Regions from separate parts of the Triticum aestivum genome. Here region 1 is linked to region 2. The links are chromatin contacts, called in public Hi-C maps. All regions are on one chromosome and are shown on one strand. The core of a region is the stretch at or near the end of the contact, and the rest is flanking DNA. Distances in the headings are between cores, read along the strand shown. Region 1 has its middle 70 kb from the start of LOC123085653. Region 2 holds the start of LOC123081879.

What was found. Hi-C and Micro-C count contacts between places; a contact is called where the count stands out from the background.
Region 1: a contact with region 2 is called in a Hi-C map of leaf, with 5 times the contacts expected there. The contact joins the enhancer-like site here to the promoter of LOC123081879 in region 2. A contact is called at or near these places in 2 of 5 Hi-C or Micro-C datasets (both in leaf).

Annotation. Positions count from the first base shown.
Region 1 is chr4A:146,692,623-146,699,937 of IWGSC CS RefSeq v2.1, forward strand. No RefSeq gene overlaps it. Among protein-coding and RNA genes, the nearest start is that of LOC123085653, 70 kb to the right of the region's middle. Within about 2 kb of position 5,504, at least 6 of the 8 cell types and tissues checked have an H3K27ac peak or open chromatin away from gene starts, as enhancers often do. A contact at or near this core is called in leaf, where this site is marked.
Region 2 is chr4A:146,302,362-146,309,541 of IWGSC CS RefSeq v2.1, forward strand. It overlaps LOC123081879, which reads right to left and starts at 4,625. Exons shown (of 3, transcript XM_044504391.1): 1 at 4,501-4,625; 2 at 4,351-4,409; 3 at 3,486-4,251. The coding sequence starts at 4,585. The coding sequence ends at 3,868. It overlaps TRNAA-AGC (transfer RNA alanine (anticodon AGC)), which reads right to left and starts at 5,018; the gene lies at 4,946-5,018. TRNAA-AGC (transfer RNA alanine (anticodon AGC)) reads right to left here and starts at 5,334; the gene lies at 5,262-5,334. It overlaps LOC123085650 (protein SHORT ROOT IN SALT MEDIUM 1), which reads left to right. Exons shown (of 21, transcript XM_044507319.1): 17 at 1-51; 18 at 648-875; 19 at 962-1,003; 20 at 1,135-1,197; 21 at 1,371-1,692. The coding sequence ends at 1,460.

The DNA of each region.
Region 1 (7,315 bases), core at 4,254-6,753, 390 kb after region 2:
CGCTCAATCGAACCATCTGCATGTCGTTTTACTTTAAACACCCACTTGGAGTCAATGATGTTGAGACCAGAAACTGGAGGAACAAGTTGCCAAGTGCCATTTTTCAGCAAAGCCTGAAATTCCCGCTCCATCGCAGCACGCCGGTGAGGGATACCCAATGCGGCCTGAAAATGACGCGGCTCAGCCGTCGGATCCGCATCAGCATGAGAAACACATGCGGCAAGCCATGCCATAGTCCCGTCTGTGCGTTCCTTGGGGCAAAAAACACCAGACCGGCTGCGTGTGTGTGGTCGATGAGAGACCACAGCAGGCGGCGCCGGCAACACGGGGCTTGCCACAGGAGACGAAGGTGAGACCGATCCGAGGCTGGAGGAGCCAGAGTCATCAGACTCAGCGCCGGACGACGTGGCCGAGACGGGTCTGCCGAGCCCAGCCGACGACAAGGCCGGCTCGCGAGGATCCGAGGTGGCCGAGGCGGGGCTGGCCGGTGTAGCTACCGTGGCCACTGGGCCAGCGGTTGTTGGGCCACCTGCCGCTGGGCCAGGCAAGGGCGACGCCTGTGGCGTGGCGGGCAAGCCAGGCGAGCCGGGCGACGGGGCGGGCGAGCCTGGCGGCAGCGCGGGCGAGGCGGGCACTGCCAACGCCCGCGGCTCGGCTGTGGATGCATCGGGCTGGCGGGCACGACCCTCCATGCATGGGCAATGCACCGGATCATTATGACCATCATGAGTGTTGTTCATAGCCTCATCATCCAGGAGCTCAAGACGGGCACCACGTCCAATACCTGCAACATGGTTAGGAAGCAACACATGAGCATTTGCAACATCCACAAATTGATCAGGCGAAGGTGTAGCGGAGTGCACAGGTGGTGAACTAATGGTAGAGTGGTTCGAAAGAGCACGAAACGGGAACACATTCTCATCAAACACAACGTCACGAGAAATGTAGACACGATTGGTGGGAACATGAAGACACTTGTACCCTTTATGGAGAGAACTGTACCCAAGAAAGACACACTTCTTAGACCGAAACTCTAACTTACGCTTGTTGTACGGCCGCAAGTGCGGCCAACACGTGCACCCAAACACTTTGAGAAACGTGTAGTCTGGGATATCATTGAGCAAGAGTTCAAGAGGGGTTTTCATTTTCAGTAGTCGTGAGGGAAGCCTATTTATCAAGAAACAGGCGGTGGAAAAAGTATCACTCCAGAACCAAAACGGGACGGAGGCATGAGCTAGTAAAATAAGTCCAGTCTCTACAAGATGACGATGCTTACGTTCAGCGATGCCGTTTTGCTGATGTGTATGAGGACAAGATACGCGATGCGAGATCCCAAGCTTGTTGAAAAACGAGTTGAGGTTGTGATATTCACCCCCCCAGTCGGATTGAACATGAATAATTTTGTGCTTAAGAAGACGCTCAACATGTGCTTGGAACTGAATAAAAATATCAAACACGTCAGATTTACGCTTGATAAGATATAGCCAAGTAAACCGACTGTAAGCATCAATGAAACTGACATAATAGTTGTGACCACTAACAGACGTTTGGGCATAACCCCATACATCAGAAAACACAAGTTCAAGAGGATGTTTCACAACACGACTAGACTATGAAAAAGGTAGTTGATGACTCTTGCCCTGCTGACAGGCATCACAGATAGTTTCAGCGTTTTTATTGGATACAACTGGTAGTTCATGGCGATGCAGCGCATGTCTAACTATAGGGGCATCAGGGTGACCAAGGTGCGCATGCCAGTGCGTAGGCGACACACGAACACCACTGAACACCTGAGGAGAAGACGACTTAGGAGATGCGGGTGGTGCGTCAAGTGCATATAAGCCATGGCGAAGACCACTAAGCAGAACGGCCCTCGTGTCCCGATCCTTGATAAAGAGACGAAAAGGGTGAAACTCAGCAAGGACATTGTTATCACGAGTAAGTTGAGGAATTGACAACAAACTACGCGTAGCAGAGGGAACTCCAAGGACATTGGAAAGATGCAGTTTGCGAAAATTGTGTGCAAAAAGTGATGCCTAACCCACATGGGAGATGCACATACCTGCTCCGTTGGCAGTGTGCACCTGATCATGTCCACGATATGGTTCCTGAGTGGAGAGCCTGCCCATCTCACTGGTGAGATGATTCGTCGCTCCTGTATCCATATACCACGTCGGATTAAGAGAGTAGGACTGGGTGCGCCCGTGCTCGTGCCCCGTCACAGCAGCTGCAGCCTGCTTATCATTCCCTTTTCCATTGTTACCAAGGCCAAGGAAGTCTTGCTTGTAGCGTCTGTGGCAGCGAGAGGCGAGGTGACGATCAATGCCACAAAGCTGATAAGCCTGAGAAGCACCGCAACTAGAACAACAAGCAACTGGGCGACTCCCTCCAGTGATGGTCGGCGCGTTGCCCTGCGAGGCCTGCGACGAGGAAGCCGGTGGTTTGCCACCTGATGCGGCCGGCTTCTGAGGTTTGCCGCGTGTGGCGGCGTTGGCGGAGGCGAAGCTGGGGGGAACACGGCGCGCCGCGCCTTGATGCGCTGCTCACGCCCAAGGAGGCGCGCATAGAGCTCACGACGCGGGAGCGTATCCTCTCGACCATGGACGTTCTCAATGAGATTGTCATAATCATCATCAAGCCCGTTAAGCACAAAAGTGGTGAAGTCCTCGTCCTGAAGCGGATGACCAACAGAGGCCAAGGTGTCGGCGAGGCTCGTCATCTTGTTGAAGTACTCCGTGATGCTGAGATCACCAAGCTTGGTCTCACCCAGCTCGGTGCGTATAGTGTGCGCACGCGCCTGAGACTGAGAGGCGAAACTAGTGTGGAGGGCCGCCCACGCCTCCCTGGACGTAGCGGCGAAGATGACCATCGACGAAACACTCGGCGTGAGCGAAGACTGGATAGCAGAGAGAATAACCTGATCCTGCGCCACCCACGTGTGATATGCCGGATGGTGAGAGGGTGGACACGGGATGGATCCGTCGACGTAGCCCTCCAAGTAGCGGCTGCGGAGTAGAGGCAAGACCTGAGCACGCCATGACAGGTAGTTGTCCGGCGCGAGCTTCATCGGCAGCAGGTGCGAGAAATAAACGGCGGCGGGGGCGCACCATACGATGGCACGGGAGCACCGCACCACGGGTGCGGACTCGGCGGAGGAGGGCCGCCGGGGGCCGGCAGCGCCGCGGGCTCGGTCGGGACGATTGGAGCGTCCGGAGACCCCGAAGCCCGCGGGGAAGTGGGCGGCGGCGGCGGCACGGCACCGTACGTCGTCGCGAGGGGGAGGGAGGCCATGAAGGGCGACATCGGGGCGAGGGCCGGCGCGGCGGCGGCGGTCGAGATCGGCGTGGCGGCGGCGGGAGGTGGTGCAGCGGAAGACATCGTAAACTAAATTGATACCATGTAAAACATAGGGTTTGGGAAACTGGCTCGACATCCTAAAACGGGATGTGGCTATCTCATTATATAGATGTATTAAGAAGTACAATACAAGGCCTATATAAGACTACATATATACAGTATAACAAGTTTGGCTTAATTCGTTTCTCGCGAAAATGAAAGGAAAAATTTGCAGCCAGAGAACACCCCCAGATCCCAGCTCGACATAGGATTCTCAATACGCATCTGCGACTGTAGTAGCGACCAGTGTGCCGACTGGGTGGGCGTATTAAAGCAAGCCTCGAGTTCCAGCATGCAGGGCCTGCTGGGTTAGGTGGTACGTGCGCCAGCAGCGCAGCTCAGGACCCCGGCTGGGAGCAAACGGACGACTGGTCCGAGTAGTGGAGTTTCGTGCAGCGTGGCACACAAACCCACGTTGCACTTGCATCCCATCACTCGGTGTCCGTCCGCTCGTTCCAGCACGTAGCATCCGCACGTACACGGCCGGTTGGCGCATCTTGATCTGGCGTAGCAGTCGGTACAATGCAACGTGTCGATGGCGCATATGCTCCTAGCATCTCCGCACCAAGGGGTGACGGCATCAGTACGCCAGTGTCATTTCCGAAAACTCACGTTGCACTCAGTATTCTTGAATGATCCTCCATCCCTAGCTGGAGTAACACGTACTAGTTCATCGACTGGTCTGGTCATGTAGACCAATATGACATGAACGTGCCTAAAATGGCGTGATTTTCCGCATGTGCCGTAAGATGTGGGCGCGCTTTCTTTTCATCGGACACTACCGTGCATGAACTAACAATGAGAGTTAGGGAGACACGTGCATAAGTTATTTGGTGCAACTATGGGCCACGTGTCATGCCATGCATGGGTATGAAGCAGTGAAAACACAGAGTTCCTTCTGATGCGTCAAGCTTTTGACGCATCCTTGAGAAAAAAACACAGAGTTCCTTCGCTGCGTGTGGATGGCAATGGCATGGGCAACCCAGCTCCCTGTCCCCGGGACGGGCCCATCCGAAGAGGCATGTGAGTGACCTCTCGCTCCTGACTCTGAGATGCCACAGGGGCCCGTTTAAGCAGGCCCAACTAAACTTGTGTAACGAGCGGGCCCAGGCTGCAGAGCGCAGTAGGGGCCTCCCGCGACGTCAGACAGGGCCCGAACCACAAAGAGAGTCCCACCCTGGACCGCAGTAAATAATGCATTTGCAGATCTCCAAAAAGAAAGTAAAATATACATTTACTGTAGTAAAATTCATGTCACGTCCCCTTCGCCGGCGCCGCAGGGATCGACAGCCGCGGGCCACGCGTGTCGGCGAGAATAACTTTGGTCTGGGCCGTCTGGGCGTTACTACATTATATGTTGGGCAATATTTTCTGGGCCCCTTCTCTCTGGAGTTTTTATAGTAGGGTGGGGAAAGAATTTAGCACTGTCTCCCTCTGTCCTCTCATATCCAAGGCCATGCAATCCCTCAAAATAAATAAAAATCCAAGGCCATGCCAAGTTACTTGATCGAGGATTCTCAACAAAAAAGAAAAAAAAAGTTACTAGTAGATCGATAGATAGGAGGAGGAGGACCGAAGGAGAGGGACAATATGAGGTCCTGCTCCAGCTGACATGCGGTGGCAGCACCAGTGTTGCTGTTGCACCATCATGATCTCTCTCGCTCATGTGCATGGTTTCTTACATTTTGTTAGTAAAGGTTTCGTACACGCGAGGAAGCGCGCGCAGAAAGGTCTTAAGCCTAACTTATGCCGGCATTAATCGAGCATGGGCTTATCAGGCGCTGGTGATCTGTGTTGCACTGTTGCGTTGTCGATCCAGTGGGCTGTGGGCGGGGCATGCACGGGTAGTTTTCAGGTTTTCGGTGCGCACATGCTATCCGGCCATTGCTTGGTCCATATCGATCTGTGCATGCATGGGTAGGGCATGCCATGGCTGTGCCAGTTGAGTTTGCGCTCTCTCTCTCTCTCTCTCTCTCTCTCTCTGATGTAGAAGTATATTTGTAAGTATATATACACAAGTCCAACCAACAGTCCTGCACAGTCCATGTATACACACGGGCACCAACACTAGCCTTGTCCCGGCCTACTTATTGGTCAGTGTGACCTGGACGAGGAGACACGAGGGCAGGAATCATCCTGATTGGTGAGCCCCGCAGCATGCATGCATGCGGCCGTAATACCGAGATCGATGTGTATGATATCTTTGTTTGCATTGGTCCATCTCACTGTATCTGCATGCATCAATGCATGCATGCGGCCGTCGAGATAAAGATCGACGCGTACATCTTTGTTTGCATTGGTCAGAGGTCGATGCATGCCTAACTTGTCAGGCGGGAGAGATCTGATCAATCATGGAGGTCTGGTCTGGCACGTAGCGTAGCGCGGTGCATGCAGGTAGCAGCTGGAGGTGTTTTGGATTTGGATGGACGTAGCGTGCACGTACTACGCGCGTACGCGCGCTCTTGTAGTTGTAGGCCTCCACAGACCACAGCCCGGCCGGTCTGAATTTTTGGTCCATCTTGCCAGCTGCGGCATGCATGCATGCAGCAGGAGCTGCCTGCATGCGTGTTTTTTCCTGGTCCACAGTCCACACTGACACTGCCAGGGCCTCATCCTCCTCCTGCCTCCCCATACGGATCCACCTGCATATCCTCCGTTGCTTGCAACTTGCAACTTGCCACTTGAACAAAACCATGTAGGAAAAGGGGTGTTTGTTTCATGGCATTTGTGCTCGTTCCGGTACAAGAAATGAAAGGGTAGCTTGATCACTATCTCCTGCACTGCACTGCATGTGTGCTGATCGGCTCCCCATCCCATGCATGATGCATCATCTCCCGGGCCTCCACCGGGGTCACGACACGTGGATGCATCATGCATGTACTCGATGATTTGATCTCAGTCGACGGAGAAGCCTATCAAGAACTCGATCGGTCCATGATCTTGCTCTTTCCCTTTTTCATCGCTGCCATCGCATCCTTCGCCCTTCTTTCAACTGGAAAGGTGTGTTCCTTCCATGATGCTGGGCCTCGCTAGCTGCTCTAATTGGTCCTATTCCAACTTTCCAACCGTACACACACATGGAGTACAACTTTTGCATCGCATGGATGTATAGATATACATCATACATGGGCGCATTTGCATCTGGATCCAGCATTGCTGCATGCATGCTCTTGTTCTTGTTGCCAGCCCAACCCGTTTGATTTATCACTGCCAAGGAAACAATATGATAAAAAGATGAAACCAACATCTTACTGAAAGCAAAAGGAATGGAGATCTTGATCCGCCAAGTCAATAGAGAAATGATTCACGACGCCACTCGGTTTAGGAGCAGATTAGTTAAGTAGACACATGCCATGATCATAACCTAATTTAGTCGTATGAAAGCTCAGAAACAAAGCTGCTAGTCACATCAAGACTTTATCTTTTCAACGCCACTTTGAAGAAAGGAAATATAAACATCGATTATTTCACCTGGGTTGCCAAATCTTTCATTATTTGTGGAACACATGGGCGTGTTTTAAAATGTAACAACAACGATCTGAAAGATGATAAGAGTAAGATGAGAAGATCTTTTGGGCGGGCAGGGAAGAAGAAAGCCACAAGATCCAAAGCTGAAGTAAGCAGCATGTATGTATGCCTGAGTTGGGAAGTATGGTACGCAAACTGGTCCAAGTACTCATGTGCAGCTGTCTCCAGATCTAGATTGGCACTACTTTTTTGTTTTCAAACAGTATTGACAAAACTGAAAAGGGGATGCATTCCGAATTCAATGCAGGACAGGGGAAAAGCCACCAGGAAAAACTAAACGGGATGGATAATAAACAAGATGAAGTAGTAAGCAGTGTACAGGTTATCATGAGTTGTACTAACTTGCAACTTGCAACCGTGCTTATATTTAATTTTTGATAGGTGTTGTTCT
Region 2 (7,180 bases), core at 3,375-5,874:
GAAATATATGAAGACGATGAGGACATGGATGGTGATACTGCTGAGCAACAGGTAAACATGTTTTGCACACAATAGTTATAGTTGATTGACAATCAGACATGCCATTTATTTATCTTGTGTTTCTTTTGGAATCCCCTTTCTTCATAGCAGTAGAGGTGTTTGTTGCAGGCTAATGTTATTGTGGAATTTTTGCTTGTGCTTAATTAATTGTTTCCATAATATGGAATCTACATCAGCTTTCCACATCTTAAGTTGATAGTTTTGGATGAGACCAGGTTTTGCTATTATGTTTTGTCAGTTTCATCCTGAACTAATGCAGAAACTTGGTCGTCTCAGTGCTCAAGCTAACCTCGCAAGGCTCCTATACTTGTCAGAGCTTACAAAAATTTGCGCAGTGGCCTCTACACCTGACATGGTCATTGGATGATAGTAAAATTTCATGTAGAAGAGAGCTGTTTTCTACAGTGGGTTTTGTACACTGGTCATTGAATTATAGTTCAAATTTCATGTAAAAGAAAGCTGGTTTATAATCTTTTATCTTGAAAGTACACCTATAAAATCCTACTGTTCCCTCATGTTTCAGTGTACCTGATTGTTTTATCTGTGCCAGGAGATTAATTATGCGTTTGCCTGTGTACGTGCTGCAGGATGGTAATTTGAACAGTAGAGAGGTCAAATTAGAAGAAGTAACAAAAGAAGATAAACTGAACCAGAAAGCAGGGAAGGAGATCGAATTAGAAAATGTTGCCTGTATAGATGAAAAGCCTGTTACTATAGCAGAGAAAGGAGGTTTGGTAGAAGTTGGCGATAAGGCAGCTGTATCACCGAAAGGAGATTCAGCAAAACATGAAGTAGTTGATAAGGACCTGTTGCAGGTAAATTTTCTGTTGCAAGAGACTAAGAGTTGCCATAAAATGTTAAGATGTCGCTAATGTGTGCAGTTTCCCCCCTTATCTTGTAGGCTTTTCGCTACTTTGACAAGAGCAGAGTGGGCTATATCAAGGTAACATACTAATAATGCCTTTCTTTTGAAACCATGATGGCTTTTTCTTTAAGCACTGACTCTGCTATTACTTGCACTCTATTTTTGTGGCTATTGTTCTTATGTTGCATTATGTATATTCACAACTGCAGGCAGAAGATCTAAGGTGCATTGTTCACAACCTGGGGAAGTTCTTGTCTAATAGGGACGTGGAGGTTAGATATCTGAACCTCTTGCTTACCTTCTATGGTCTTTATTTGTACCAATTATTTTTTGTATCCTTCTCAATTCTGATCGTTTTAATTATGTATGGGTTGATATCGTATCAATGCATTAGTGTTTCTGGCATTTAGTTTGCATCTAACAGTGACACGTTTTCCCTCGGCAGGACTTGGTGGAGGCCGCGCTTGATGAGAGCAATTCGGCAAGGGATAATCGTGTTATCTATACAAAGCTTGTGAAGATAGTGGATCTCTGATGCGTCCCAGTTTGTAGTTGCCAGGAAACTCTGTTTGATGGTAGAAATTTAAAGCAAAGTCGCAACTTATTCATCAAGATTCTCGTTGAAGCCTTGAAGATGATCATGGAAAGTTGACATGAGGAGTTCATTTTTAATTTCTTCCAGCATGAATTGCACCTTTCCTTTTTCTTTTTGAACTGACAACTTTTTTTGATGGAATGGCAAATATTAGTCCCGAGTTATAAAGCAACCGAGTCCCACCCGTTTGCTTGGAGAGAAATTTCTTTTTCCCTTGATTATATAATATAAAGGCGTGAAAAAGCAACCCTTTATATTTGACCCAAACGGACGGCGATTTCGTCCGCTTTTTGTCTGTTTGGGTCGGCCAAACGGACACGGATGCCTGCTTCCGCATTTGGGTCGGCGCCTACGCCCAACGCTGGCCTGAGACCTGTTTTGATGGTGCTAAAAAAAATGAATGCATGCATATTTAAAAAGGAAGAAATAACATTAATTAAACATTAAAGCCAGCCACGAAGCCGGTGAGAGTCCACGTGTCCACATTTGCATTAAAAAAAATAAAAACAGCCTAAACTACGAGGCGGCGCGCTGCCCTAGGCGTTATGTCGGGCTGTGCCGGCGCAGGCAGTGCTGGGGTAGGGGGCTGTGCAGCCGCGGCCTGTCGCGCCTCCTGCTCGGCCTCGCGCGCCTCTTCCTCGAGGTCACACTCGAGCATCTCCTCGTACTCGCCTTGACGGCGCTCCTCTGCCAGCCGGCGCTGGCGCCACATCTCGAGGTAGGCCTGTTCCTGCGCCGGCGTCGCTTCCAGCCAAACCGGTGGCGCGGACACCCACTCGCGCACCACTCCATTCCAGAAGAAGCGCGTGATGGGCTCGGGCTCGGGCTTCGGCTGCGGCTCCAGCTTGATGGGGACGGCGGGGCCAACGGCGGCACCACGCTGTCGCCCGCCGCGGAGAGGGCAAGGGCCCGCGCCATTGCCGCCTCGTAGCAGGCCTCCTCCTCCGCCCTCCGCTCTGCGCCGCTCGTCCTCCTCGCTCTCCCGGTAGACGGCCGCAAGGGCCGCCTGGTAGGCGTCCTCCGCTGCCTGGTCCTCCTCGCGGACGACCAGTGGCGTTGGCCTCCGGTCGACCTCGCGCACGCCCCGTCGCCTCGCCTCCTCGTGCTCGAAGGCGAACCACCTTGCCCAGTTGGGCGAGTCGGTTGCGTAGGCATTGTCGAGGCGCTGCTCCGGCGTTAGCAGCGCCCGCTGGCGCCGCACCTCCTCCGCGTGAGCACGAGCCGACCGCGGCGCCGCCGGCACTGGGATCCTATCTGGATCCAGATGCCAGTCGTGCGGCAGCGTCTCGTCCGGATACGGCAGAGGCTGGCGGTTCTGCCAGTGCCACTCCGCCTGGTGCACTGGCACGCTAACGCGCTGCCTCTGCCGGCGAGGCGCCGGCGGGGGTGGGAGGAACTCGGAGGGGAAAGGGGTGGCGGGGGACTTGCCCTCGGCCTTGCTGCCGCTGGCGCCGTAGAAGAGGCCCATCGTCACTGTGGTTGTGGTGGCTAGGGTTTGCCGGCGACGAGGGAGAAGGTGGGCAGATGGGGACGGCGAGTTTGGATGAGGACGGCTCCGCCGCACGGTCGGCTTAAAAAAAGACAAGCGTCATCGCTGACGCGTGGGCCCGTCGTCATAAATTAAGCTGACCGCGTGGGCAGCGGGTAATTGGACGGCTGCCATATGGGGACACGGCGGATAGCGAGAAGGCGCGCGAAGCGTCCGTTCGGCGTCCGCGCCGACGCATTTAAGGCGCAAATTTAGGCCGCAAATGCGTCGACGCGGACGCGACGCGAACGTGATTTGGATTTGGGTCGGTGCGTTGGGCCGTCACTTTTGTCCGCGCCGACCTAAACGGACGCAGACGGACGGAATATGTCGGCCCTTTAGAGTTGCTCTTAGCCTAAAAGGCTTACAACACAAAACAAATTTGTACACATTTGTTTGCCTGATTGCTGCATTGTTTGTGTAACTAAAGGTTTCGTAAGTTGTGCTAGAGACTTAAGAATTGATCGTTTTACCAAAAAGTGTAGTGCATGAGACAGCATCTGCTCGTGACGCTAGAGCCAAAAAGAAACTGCTGCTACTCTACTGTTCTGTGAGGAGTGAACTGCCAACTACTCTCTCCTTTCAAAATATAGTGCGCCGGTGCTTTCCGATGTCTAATTTTGATCATAAATTTAACCAACGAGACTAATTGCGGCGGAAGAAAAAATTATATAATTAAAAACTTCTTTTGAATACGAATTTATTGATACAATTTTTGCTCCCGCCGCAATTGGTCTTGATAGTTAAATTTACGATCAAAATTGAAACACGTGAATAGATGAAGCACTGCATTGTGGTATGGAGGGAGTATTATCATCTTCAGCGACCCTGAATGAGCAGCAGCCAGGCGGCACCTAGAAACGCGAGCAAGTTGATGCTGCTGCGAGGAGGCGTAGTAGCCCTGCAGCCATGGCCGCGGTAGTCACCGTAGATGTCCGGGTAGTTGCCCGTGGGTGGCTCCAAAGCGTTGAAGTCCCCTCTCTTGATGGTGTGGCTGCACCCCCTCCTGAGGGCGTAGCGCGCGCCCTCCACGGAGGCGCCGTTGCGGAAGCTGAAGCCGTCCAGCGCGCTGGCCACGCAGTTGAGCACGTCCTCCGTCTCCACCACGCACGCCCCGCCGCAGTAGTAGTCCACCGCCCCCAGCGGCACGCCGATCACCCCCGACGCGTCCAGCCGGAGCGCGCCCTCGCAGCACCCGTACACCTGCCCACCAGGAGAGGACCAAGGTAAGACCCACCCACACCGTCGGTCCAAGAACCCAAGGCAGACTTGGGAACCAAAAATGCCTTGGGAACTGCATACCTGGCCGTCCTCAAAGCACTGCAGTGACCTCGAGGGCAGAGGCTCTATCGGCGCAACGTCTGTCGCGCACGCATGCGGAGAATAAGAGTCCACGTCAGTCGACATCGGAAGCGTTAGCATTGCTATGTGTGTGCGTCCACCGTACCTTACCTGGGTTGCAGGATGTTGCGCACAGGCGCAGGCAAAGGACTGCCAAGCCGCACCAGCCGCGGATGAGTCGAGCGGGGAGGCCCATCGGCAGAGACCCGGCTCTGCGTTCACCGCAGCGGGTTACCTCATGCCCATTGTGAGTGACTTATAAGGGGAGCGCGATGATCCTTCATTGGTAGTAATATAAGATTGTTGCCTAAAAAAAGTAATATATTGTTTAAAAAAAAGTAATATAAGAAAAAAGGAGCGGCAAATTCAGACCACCCCGCACCTGCCTGCTCTCTTTCTGCTAGCTAAGCTTCTGGATGATAGCAACCGCGGCAAGAAAAATGCGTTTGGATGGAAGTACAGATCGGCTGTTTGTGCTACCGGCCAACAGCAAACACACAGTGGCTTATCTGTTATCTGAAAAATCTGAAAGTTGAGTTAGTTTACAAAAAGCTAATGGAGATGCGGGGTATCAATCCCCGTACCTCTCGCATGCTAAGCGAGCGCTCTACCATCTGAGCTACATCCCCTTTACGGCGTAGACGAAGGATATTCTGATAAAATCATAAATGGTCACATTCCGCTCTTGGCCAGTGATTTTTGCACCGCTTTTGTGTATGTTCGCAGCACAAACGCGTATATGCTTTTTGTTTGTGAGATTTGGAGTTTGCAAAAGTGAAGTCAAGATCTCTCTCAACAAAAAGAAAGTAAAGTCAAGATAGTGTTTTTGTCACAGTATTTTCGGATCTGCAAAGAAAGGAAAAACAAAATTTTGGAGAAGTGGGGTATCGATCCCCATACCTCTCGCATGCTAAGCGAGCGCTCTACCATCTGAGCTACATCCCCATGTTGTTTTGTTCGATTACGTAACGCTAATGACAATGGAAGGACAAGTTCTGTGTTGGGGTGGACGATTATGGTCCATCGTGGGGCACATTGGACGAATGCTCCATGAGTTTCATGGGTAAATTACATGCACGGTCCTGGAACTCGTCGGCCTGCTCCAAAACAGTCCTGGAACTTGTGAATCGCTCCAAAACAGTCCTCATACTTGCTATTAAGCTACATATACAGTCCTGTGTACGTTTCTGCATACGCTGGGCGCTGAGATGGGTGCCACGTCATCCTTCGAGCGGGTCCAGCCAGAACGCTTCGCTGCGAAATTGTGCAACCGGCCCGCTGATTGCGTATTGTTTCCAGTTCGAGCCCTTCACCCTTTTCGCCTCTCTCTCTGTTATTCCTCAATGACGACCATGGCTGGCGGCCGTGGTTGGTGATCAACATGATCGCACATACGAGAGTCGGTCGTTCCGAGGGATTTTGCGAGGGCGACGAGACCGTCGTCTGTCGCTGTGAAAGGCGTTGATGTCGCCTATAGAACGACACAGCGGCGTCCCTGTGCCCACGTACGGTAAGATTCAACCACCCCTCATATTCTCTAGCATTTGCTTCGTAAGTGCTAGTTGTATTATGACCATGTCGATCGTTTTGGCCGGATATGTTATAGTACAATTTAGGTACTTTCAGCATAATTTTAGTTAGGGTGTAGGCAGATTCTTAGGGTTCTTTGTTGGATGCTAAAATTGGTGGTTTCCTTTTCATTTTACAGAAGAAGGCACTGATTTCTACACCATTGAGTTTATCCATGGAGGCGTTTTCATTGGCACTGGATACAATAGGTCTTGTATGAATGGTCGTAAGGTCTGCTATGACTACTATGATGCCAGTGTCACCTGCATTTATATGTTGTATGAATTAATGTAGATACTGGGTTATGAGACTGCATACAGAATAGACATATTGATATCGCTGCCTGGAATGCAAATAAATGGAGATGGACTGAAATTAATATCTAGGGACAACGATATGAACTGCATCAGGAATTTTGTTAGGGAGGGGCACAAATACCTTATGTTCTATCAAGATCATGATGGCTCTTATGGTGGAGGAGGATGGGATGATGTCGTATCCAATCCATGTGCACATCGTCCTCCCGTGATTAGTCCAATGAAGAGCAACTGACAGTACTTTAGAGCAAAGCATTGTTGTCGTTCAGGAAAACACTTCTGACATGATGTATGCATGTGAGAGCAATGTACAAGGATCAAGCAGGAACACAAGAAGAGGAATAGTAGAGGGGGAGGGGGAATTAAGTAGTGAATCATATTCAGATGATTCGGATTATGACCCGGAGCTGGTTGACAGTGATTATGACCTGGAGGATGGTGATGATGATTTGATCAATGATGAAGTTGAAGATGCAGATGGTAATGATGAGAAGAAAGGAAGGACAAAAGGAAGTAGCTAGAAGAAGAGCCCAATTCTGAAGATGATAGTCTTGAATTGCCAGATTCAGATGGCGAAGAAATGAAGTTTAACTTCAAACATTTCACTAAAGAGGATTTGAATGAGCCCAAGTTTCATGTGTGGTAGGTTTTCTCATCTGTTGCACTGGTCAGACATGCAGTTAGGGAGTACAGTTGCAAGGAGAGACTGCAAATCACATTTCCCAAAAATGACAAAACAAGGATTGAAGCAAAGTGCAATGATGGATGCCCATGGTATTTATATGCTTCTTATGACAATAGAACAAAGGGTATAGTGGTTAAAACATTTAAAGATGAGCACACATGCAGTAAGAAGTGGCATGTTAGAGCTTTCATTGCCAAGTACATAGCTAGCAAATATGTTG